Regions from separate parts of the Mus musculus genome. Here region 1 is linked to region 2. Evidence: chromatin contacts called from public promoter capture Hi-C data. All regions are on one chromosome and are shown on one strand. The core of a region is the stretch at or near the end of the contact, and the rest is flanking DNA. Distances in the headings are between cores, read along the strand shown.

The links. Promoter capture Hi-C pulls out the DNA fragments that hold promoters and counts their contacts.
Region 1: a contact with region 2 is called in a promoter capture Hi-C map of second pharyngeal arch cranial neural crest. The contact joins two enhancer-like sites. A contact is called at or near these places in 4 of 39 promoter capture datasets (cranial neural crest, frontonasal cranial neural crest, maxillary cranial neural crest and 1 more) and 1 of 115 datasets of contacts at active chromatin or transcription factors (VIP interneurons).

What each region holds. Positions count from the first base shown.
Region 1 is chr11:43,261,581-43,265,915 of GRCm38.p6, reverse strand. It overlaps Atp10b (ATPase, class V, type 10B), which reads right to left. Exons shown (of 23, transcript NM_176999.3): 23 at 3,631-4,335. Among named protein-coding and RNA genes, the nearest start is that of Gm12146, 39 kb to the right of the region's middle. Within about 2 kb of position 1,880, at least 55 of the 459 cell types and tissues checked have an H3K27ac peak or open chromatin away from gene starts, as enhancers often do. A contact at or near this core is called in VIP interneurons and second pharyngeal arch cranial neural crest, where this site is marked.
Region 2 is chr11:40,834,135-40,838,547 of GRCm38.p6, reverse strand. No RefSeq gene overlaps it. Among named protein-coding and RNA genes, the nearest start is that of Ccng1, 81 kb to the right of the region's middle. Within about 2 kb of position 2,972, at least 4 of the 459 cell types and tissues checked have an H3K27ac peak or open chromatin away from gene starts, as enhancers often do. A contact at or near this core is called in VIP interneurons and second pharyngeal arch cranial neural crest, where this site is marked.

The sequences.
Region 1 (4,335 bases), core at 631-3,130, 2.4 Mb before region 2:
GTAACAATCTTTATTTTTTTTAAATGTGCATAGGTGTTTTGCTTGCATTAGTGTCTGTGGGAGGATGTCTTTTAAACTGTGCAAACAGCTCTGGAAAGCATTGGTATTTTATCTCTGGCTGATGAAATAGTTGAAGATGGGAGTCAGGAGAGCAGTATTCTGATCGTAGCCTTGCTTACACATTGCAGAATGACCCTGGACACAGCTATCTGTCTCTCTGTTGAATTTCATCATCTGCATTTAATAACAACCTTTCATTTGTGGGAATACACAGGTTAGCTGCAGGAGAAATGGCATTTCCAAAATCATTTTCCATTACCTGCCTAATTCCTGTGCAAGACTGGGCCCCTTAACATTATGAGCCAGAGAAGATTATGAGGACTGTGGTGGTTTGAATAAGAACGGGCCCCACAGGCTCATAGTTTTGAATGCTTAGTCACCAGGGAATGACACAATTTGAACAAGATTAGGAGGTGTGGCTTATAGGAGGAAGTGTGTCACTGGGGGTAGGCTTGGAGATTTCAAAAGCCCACACCCAGGCCGAGAATGTCTCTCTTGGTCTCCGGACCACCATGTAGTTCTTAGCTATTGCTCCAAGGCCATGTCTGCTATCATGCTTCCAAACGGAAGACGATGCACTGAACCTCTGAATCTGTGAGCAAGCTTTCAATTAAACGTTTTCCTTTCTAAAAGTTGCCTTGGTCATTGATGTCTCTTCACAGCAATAGAACAGTGACTAAGACAAGGCCCCACCCCTCTCTGAAGGGGTAATTATGTTGGTAGGTAATTAGGGTTGCTGGGTAAGGGAGAGTCATTTTATTCAGCATTGCAGCCACTGCCAAGGTAATTTTAAGAAACACCCACTCACCCACTCACCTATAACTCACCCTAATTAAAATCATTTGTTCAAGAAGTGTAGGAAAATACTTTCTTTGGATTTCAGTCAGGCGTTTGGTTGGCTAGTCTCTCTACAATTATGTCAGTGGAACCTTCCCTCAGGCCTTCCTGTGAGGGGTGAACCCTCTTACAGACGGCTGCAGAGAGAGTGTCTGTTCAGCTATCTACAGAGGTATGACTTTGAGGAAATAATATGTTTGGAGGGGCATGGGAATATGGGCTTTGTGCTTCATTCACATAGTAAGCAGCCATGTTTATTGAGGGTGGCTGGTAGGGTTGCTGAGGTGCCTGGGGACCTATGTAAAAGAAAGGTATGCATTTGCTCTGGCTTCCCTCTTGACAGTTGGAAGGGCTGAGTGCCTTGACCCTTCGTTATGGATCCCCTTAAACAACAGTTTCTCAACATCTATGTACTGATCTGAAAAAGTCAGTCAAGGTCCTCCAAGGGATTGGAGGTTTTGTTACCTTTCCCCCAAAGGGTTGATGCCTCCTCAGCTTCACTCAACTCCTGAAAACCAACCCCATTCATGATCTCTCCGACGGCAGTATCACAGTATCATCACAGGATGTTGTACTCAGAGCACCAGGGGCAGAGCAGGAAACTGATGTCTTTATGGGCTTTTCTATTCTCTGTGTTTATGTGTGCATGAGATACAGACTGATACAGCTGCACAGTGGACCACAGGCTTGAGATCTGTCCAAGAACAGTCCTACACCATAGCCAGCCTCCCCAAATAGCTTTTAGAACCAATTGAGGGCCCAACTGGAGAGGTTGGAAAACCTGGGAAGAATAGTTTTAGGGAAAAGCTCCTGAAAGAATTTGTTTAGAGTCACCATAGAAACCAGAACACCAAGACTTGAAATCTGGGCTCCAGTTCTTAGATCCAGACAGACTCAATGTCCTCAACAGGATTCCAGTGCCTGAAGCTCTCCCACCCCTGCATAACCCCAGTTGCAGTACCTCCTTCTATCCGGCTAGGTGGCAGCAGAAGGCTTCCAGTGGAAAGCATTCCACAGGGATCTGTCTGACTTGGTGCCCAGTTTGGAGTCTGAGAGGGCTGCAGGGGAGATGTTTTATGGCGGTGTAAAGAGTATTTCAGGTTTCCCCTAAATGATGATATTATACTTACTTTTGTTTGGACTGCAGCCCAGATTTACATGGTATGGAATTGTCTTTCTTTAGGCCACATTGCTGCCTTATGCTAGATTTGAGATGAAATTAGGGCGCCCTCACCACTATGAAACCCTGCCTCTCAGGAGAATGTCATGTGGTTCTGGTTCCCCATCTGCCCCCCTGGTCTTATCTTGAGTCATGCATCTCTGGTTAAGTACACAGACACTGCTTACAGACTCCCAGGGTTAGAATACCACCTGACCACTTGCTAACCATGGGACTGTTGTGTCTTTATGTGACTTCTCTTTACCTCACTGTCTTCTCTGAGGTTGGGATGAATGACTGCAAATGGCACTCAGTTTCTTTACAGTGCTTCTCATGAGAGGATAAGAGAATATTTTTGAAACAAGTGTTTTGCTTCCATGGAACCTGGTGGTCAACAAGTATACAAGTTCTCAGCATAGATCTCATGAGCTCATGCAACTCTTTTTCCCTCTGAAACCATGTGACCAGACCTAGCTGGCCTCCTCAATGATGAGAAACCATGCAGGAAGGAAGATACCAGTTCTTCAGCTGGGGTCCCAGTTACATGTGAGCTCCATTGACATCAGGCAAAGTAAGGGTGAGGCCAATGCATGGAGCTTTGAGGTAGTGGTGGTGCAGTTGAAGCTATTGAGCCAGGTTAGATAAGTCTTTACCCTGCAGGGTTGCTGTGGTGTTAGATAGTGATGTACAAAGTCTAGCACACACTAAAGTAACCCAATACAGTTATTAGGACAACATATTTGCTGTGGTGTTAGATAGTGATGCACAGAGTCTAGCACGCACTAAAGTAACCCAATACAGTTATTAGGACAACATAATCCCAGGCCATTGTCTGTTGCTCTCTCTCTCTCTCCTTCTCCCTCTCCCTCTCCCCCTCTCTCTCTCTCTCTGTGTGTGTGTGTGTGTGTGTCTCTGTTTCTCCCCCCCCACCCGATGCATGTGTGTGTGTGTGTGCATGTGTTTGATGTGTGGTATTTCTGCACATGGAAGACAGAGAAGATTGGATATCCATCTTCTACCATTCTTTGCCTTGAAACAAGTGCTCTCCCTAAACTTAGGTTCACAACCACCTAATCCCAGAGAGTTTCCCCTTTCTGCCCACCTCACACCTTTGTCAAGTACTAGGGTTACAAGTGCATCACCCTACACATAGGTTTTTAGGTAGGCACTAAGGATTTGAACTCATATCCTCATGTTTGTGCTGTAAGCAGTCACATTGACAATGGATGGAAAAGCCCAAGTCAGCCTAGGTTTTGGGTGTGTGCTAGGTTCACAAGAGAAAAAGTAGTTGCGTTAGATTTCCTGAATAATGTTGCATGTGCCGCTTTCAATTCTTGTAGCCCAGAGATATAGTTTGTGCTCCACTTTCACACTGGGCCAAGTATTCCTAACACCCTGAAACCTGGGAAGGTAGGTACAAGTGATGGCAGGCCCAAGCTGCATTGAAAATTATCTAGTAGAGACTTACTAAAGTTTCTTGGATAGATACATAATTGAGTACAAAGAAGGACAAATGAATAAATATTCATGATAATAGTAATGATAATGTATAGGTAGAATAATAGGATTTCAGATTGGTAGGAAATCTATGGAAAAACCAAGTTTATTTTTCTTTCTAAAAAATGATGACATGTTTCCAGTCTATCAGTAAAAAGATTATACACATATAACATGTACTACATACAGTCACTAGCATTATATTACAGAGGCAATGTTAGAGCTTCCCTCTGAGTGAGGTGGCACATCAGACAGTCACACAGTTGGTTTGGTTCATGAAGAATGGCAAGAGTAAGTGACCACTTGTGACCAGCTTGGCCTAGGCTCCCCAGCATGTGGAAAACTGTAAAAATGGGGCCATCACAAGCAAATGGAGTTGGTTGGTAAGCAAGAAAAGAGCAGCATCCGAGTGCTGGGCAGAGCACGGGCTTCAGGAAGGGCTGGGGGCTTGCATAATCTTTTGTTTTCCCTATCCCCTCTTTTCCTTCTGGGGTGAGACTCTGTTACTACTGCCGACTGCCCATGCTTCTGAAAACTTCAACGTGCACTGCATGCGATTTGGACTCAGTCCTTCTGCCAGGAGGTAGAGCTGCTGAAACTTAATTTGCAAGCATGGTGACCTGCTTCAAGGTCCTTTAAAGACTTCGGGGAAAGAGCAAACACTTAAACTCTAATCTACTGGAGTCAATGCTCTGTTATTTTTTAATTTTTTTAGAATATACTGCTGGGATTTCTGAGTACTGGCAGCAGGCAGGGAGTCTCATGGGGAAAGTAGGGTTGGG
Region 2 (4,413 bases), core at 1,723-4,222:
ATGATCTAGCCATCTCATGCTAGGATTTGTATGTGTGTGGAATATTCCAAATTTTCTTAAATCTTAGCATCTTTGTTGAAATGAAAATACAGAAATCAGAGAGTAAACAAAACTCCTGAGCATCAGATACTTCCTGATAGGAATCGTACTGCCAACATGCATTCTGGCCAGAACCAAATCCACCACAGGGTCCTCTTCTTATCATCTGATGATACTTCAGAAAGTCTGAGAAATACAGAATCACTAAGTTTGCACCCTCACCTGGATATCACAATGCACCTAAAACATTCAGGGCGACCCTAATCTGAGCCGGTTTTATCTGCTAAGCTTGCCTGGGCCCTGCCTGCCCTGGGCCCCACCTGTCCTGGGCCCTACAGCAAATGCCAAGGCACAGGCATTCACGTCTTTTTAAAAGAACCCCAGCCTACTCCTTCTCAATGGAATGCTGAGTCCATCTAAGTCAATGGTTCTCAACTTGTGAGTTGCAATCCTTTTGGCCAACCTCTATCTCCAAAACAACTTATGTTGTGATTCAAATCCAGTAGCAGTTATGAAGTAGCAACAAAAATAATTTTGTTTTGGTCTGGGGTCACCACAACATGAGGAGCTGTACTAAAGGGTCACAGCATTAGGAAGGCTGAGAACCCCTGACCTAAATGAACCTTCGATATTTGCATTTATTCTATGCCCAAATAGAACTTTGCCTTTGTGTTAACTTTGAGCACAACTTCTAGGTTTACAAAAGCAAGGAAATTCCAAAGGAAGGTTTCCCTCAGACCAGTAACTTGCAAATAATTAACTGCTCTGTGGGATTTCCAAGCACGGAGAAGAAAAGAGGGACGAAGAAAGAGGTGTCCTTGACTGGCATGTCCTCTGGAGAAGAGATTTATTAATACCTCAGCAGGCAGGATTCAGGGGTCATAAGTAAGAAGCTTCCATTTCACTGCACAAAGCCGACAGTCTACTCCTAAAGGTTTCTGCATGGGGAAGAGGAGAGCCTTCACCAGGTAGAAGTATGCTTAATTAATATATAAGCTATGCTATGTAACTGTAGTCAGACAACTTCCAATTCCCAGGGATATCAGCAGCCCAGGCATGGGAGAGGAGCCAGCTCCAAAGAAGAGACCATGCAGGGGTAGATAGGGCCAGCTCTGTAAAGCTCTTTGCAGCAGCACCTGGAAAAGCTAGGTTCTAATGGACCTAAAGTGCCCAAGAACCATACTAGGCAGACTTTAAACACGCAGCAAGCTGTATTCCATTTCACACTTCTAAACTCTGTGGCATGACCCCAAAACCACATCTCACACACCTCTGATTCATATAATCCATCTGCATCTAGTCAGTGGAGCATCCTGATCCATCGCCACGAAAATTAAATGTGTATTAGTGGAAAATATGTTATGAAAACAAAGACACTTGCTAGTGAAGAATAAATGTGTCTCAAAGATACTATTTTCATTATGTGTTTGTCTCGGGTATATCATACTCCACAAGATCTTTGTCTTCTATCGGAAGTTATAGAAAACCTATAAAGTATTTAGTTTCATTTGCCTTCTTCATGATGTCTTAGTATACGGGTTGATGTGTGTCTGTAGATGTGTGCCTATGAATAGAGATGCTCAAAGAGGTCAGAGCCATCAGATGCCCTGGAACCAGAGTCACAGGCAGTTGTGAGCCACCTGACAAGGAGACAGAGAGTGGAATTTGGGTGCTTCCTAAACACAGTACACACTCTTAACTATTAAGATGTTCTGTCTATCCCCTCATTTGCTTTTCTTCTCAGATTTCTCAGTAGATTAACTGTCCCTCTAAACATTAGTGACCTTATATCAGCCACTATAGGAAATTCAGAGCATGTCAGTGATTTTTTTTTTCCTCTTGTGAACAAAATATCACATTCTTCAAAAAATCAAACTGGCCCTTAATTAATTATGTGCATTACTTTAAAAATCCAGAGCCTCTCTTCTTCACCTGGGGGGGGGGGGTGGGGGCTTCAAGTTGGTAGCACAGGCCCACTGATCTTCAACATTAAGTGCTGTGCAGTAGACAATGAGAGAGAAACCATTATCTGAGAACTTAAAATATTTTCTTTACCTTCCTATCTAATAAAATGATTCCTACAGAAGTTCTTTTATAGCTACCAGAGGTGCTATATGTATATATAGTATATATATATATTAGAGTATGTATGCATGCATGATAGATGTACAGTTGTATCCAGAAATCAAGATTTGATAATATATAATATATCTAATATATATTAGATACTCATCCAGAAAATACTAACTGCATTCCCCAGCCCCCAAAAGTTCTTTATGCTCTAATGTAAAAGGATTTGCATCTGTAGAAATAAAAATTGATTCGCTGAGTAATGCTGTGTACCAGATACTGCAATAAACACTTTAAGCATCACTATCCACTTGCCCTCCTGACAGTTTGTGTTAAAGGTTCTATTGCCAACTTCATTTCACAAATGAGAGAAGTAAGGATTAACTACCCAAGGTCACATAACGACCAAATCACAGAGATGAGACTTGAATTCATCATCCACTGACTTCAAATACTGGGCCACAAGTTTCCCCCAAAATGATCAGGTTCTGGTGAACTGAAAGAAGCACCCACCAGGCAGAGATCCAAGAGATAAAAATGTTCTTCCTTCAGCTGTGACACAACGGAACTGGGTAGTTTTGACCACGATATTTCCCTTCTTTGGATTTCCACTTCCTCTTCTATAAAGAGTGGTAATTGGACTACTAGATGAATAATAAAATTGCTTCCAACACTAATACATGACAGATTTAAGAGCGGCCACTTTGCACTAAAAAAAAGAAAAAAAAAAAGAGGAATCTATAGACAATGGGAGCCATCTGGATGTGGAAATGATGAATGGCAAAAGCTGTTGGAGGGGATAGTCTCAAATGAACATCCCTTGCCAGGGACCCACACACCACACTGCCTCTCCTGCAAATTGCCTGCAGCTGCACAGATCTAGAGGCCACTTAGAGTGCAGAACCCTTAACAAACTGTTCGAGGCATTTGGTCTCGGGTTTCCCTGGAAGATTATCTAGGTCTATCACATTAGATGTCTTGTAATTTTGCCAGCTTTGTTATGAGATGTAGAACGTGTTGTTTTGTTTGTCTGAACTCAATTATCACTTCACTCCAGCTAAGATGGGGAAATGTCTTTGCAGATTCTTTCTTGACTCCTTGATTGGGGAAGATTTTTCACATCAATCAAAATGTGAAAATCACCTAAAGACACCTGTAATGATCTAACTAGAGAAGGAAAATTGCACTAGTCTCACAACTTATATGCTTGTTCTCGCTTTTATAGCACTGTGCCTCCCATACTCTAGATCCCAGAGCATGATGTTCGTGTAAGCTTACAGCAGATCGTTAGGATCTTGTCTTGTAGTCTCCTGACTGCTATGTACTCTGACTCAGAAATCCTATCAAAGTCTTCGCACTCATTGAGGCCGCCTGTTCTTTTCTCTTTACCTCAGGTAAACCCAAGTATCTCCTAAATGATGATTCCCTGCAAAGTGATGCTGATGAACTTGAAAGGGATTTTTATCTCCACAGAAAGACCACAGAAAAACCTAATACAGACCTAATCTAATATACCTACCCTTTACCTACCCTTGCTCTTAAAAACTTGTAGACTATTTTACTACTGGAATTGTTCAAGGTTGTATTTTTTACCTAGACATCCTGGTTCCTTCCATGTTTGGCCACCTCACTGGATCCTTCATTTCTTTTTTTTTTTAAGATTTATTTATTATTATACATAAGTACACTGTAGATGTCTTCATGCGCACCAGAAGAGGGCATCAGATCTCATTACAGGTGGTTATAAGCCACCATGTGGTTATGGGATTTGAACTCAGGACCTTAGGAAGAACAGTCAGTGCTCTTACCCACTGAGCTATCTCACCAGCCCAAGGAGTCTTCATTTCTTGAGACAACTAAAAAGCTATATACCACTAATGTCCTTAATTTTTAAAAGAAAAAAAAATGGTTGTTACTTTTACTCTCTCCTTCCAGTCATGATCAGATTCAATTGCTCATTCTCAAAGAAACTGGTGTGCTAACAGAGAAAGCTGCTTGTAGTTGCACTGGTTTCTGCCCAATATTGGCACAACTATGTGACTTGAGTTGAAGTGGAGGTCCAAACTGCCTTTTGCCTCTACAGAATTTTGTTCATGAAGAAAACTATTCTGATAGTGACTCTGTGCATAGGTCAAGAAGCCTTTCTGCTAAACATGCCACTTCTCTTCTTTCTCCAATTTTGTGTTTTTGCTACAAAGTCTTCCTCTTTTGCTACTCTACATTTTCAAAGAAAAAAAGTCTCCCAATATCTCTATCTCAGCAGCCACTCTTGAGTTCTCTGTATGCTCCAAAGTTGTCTTCTGT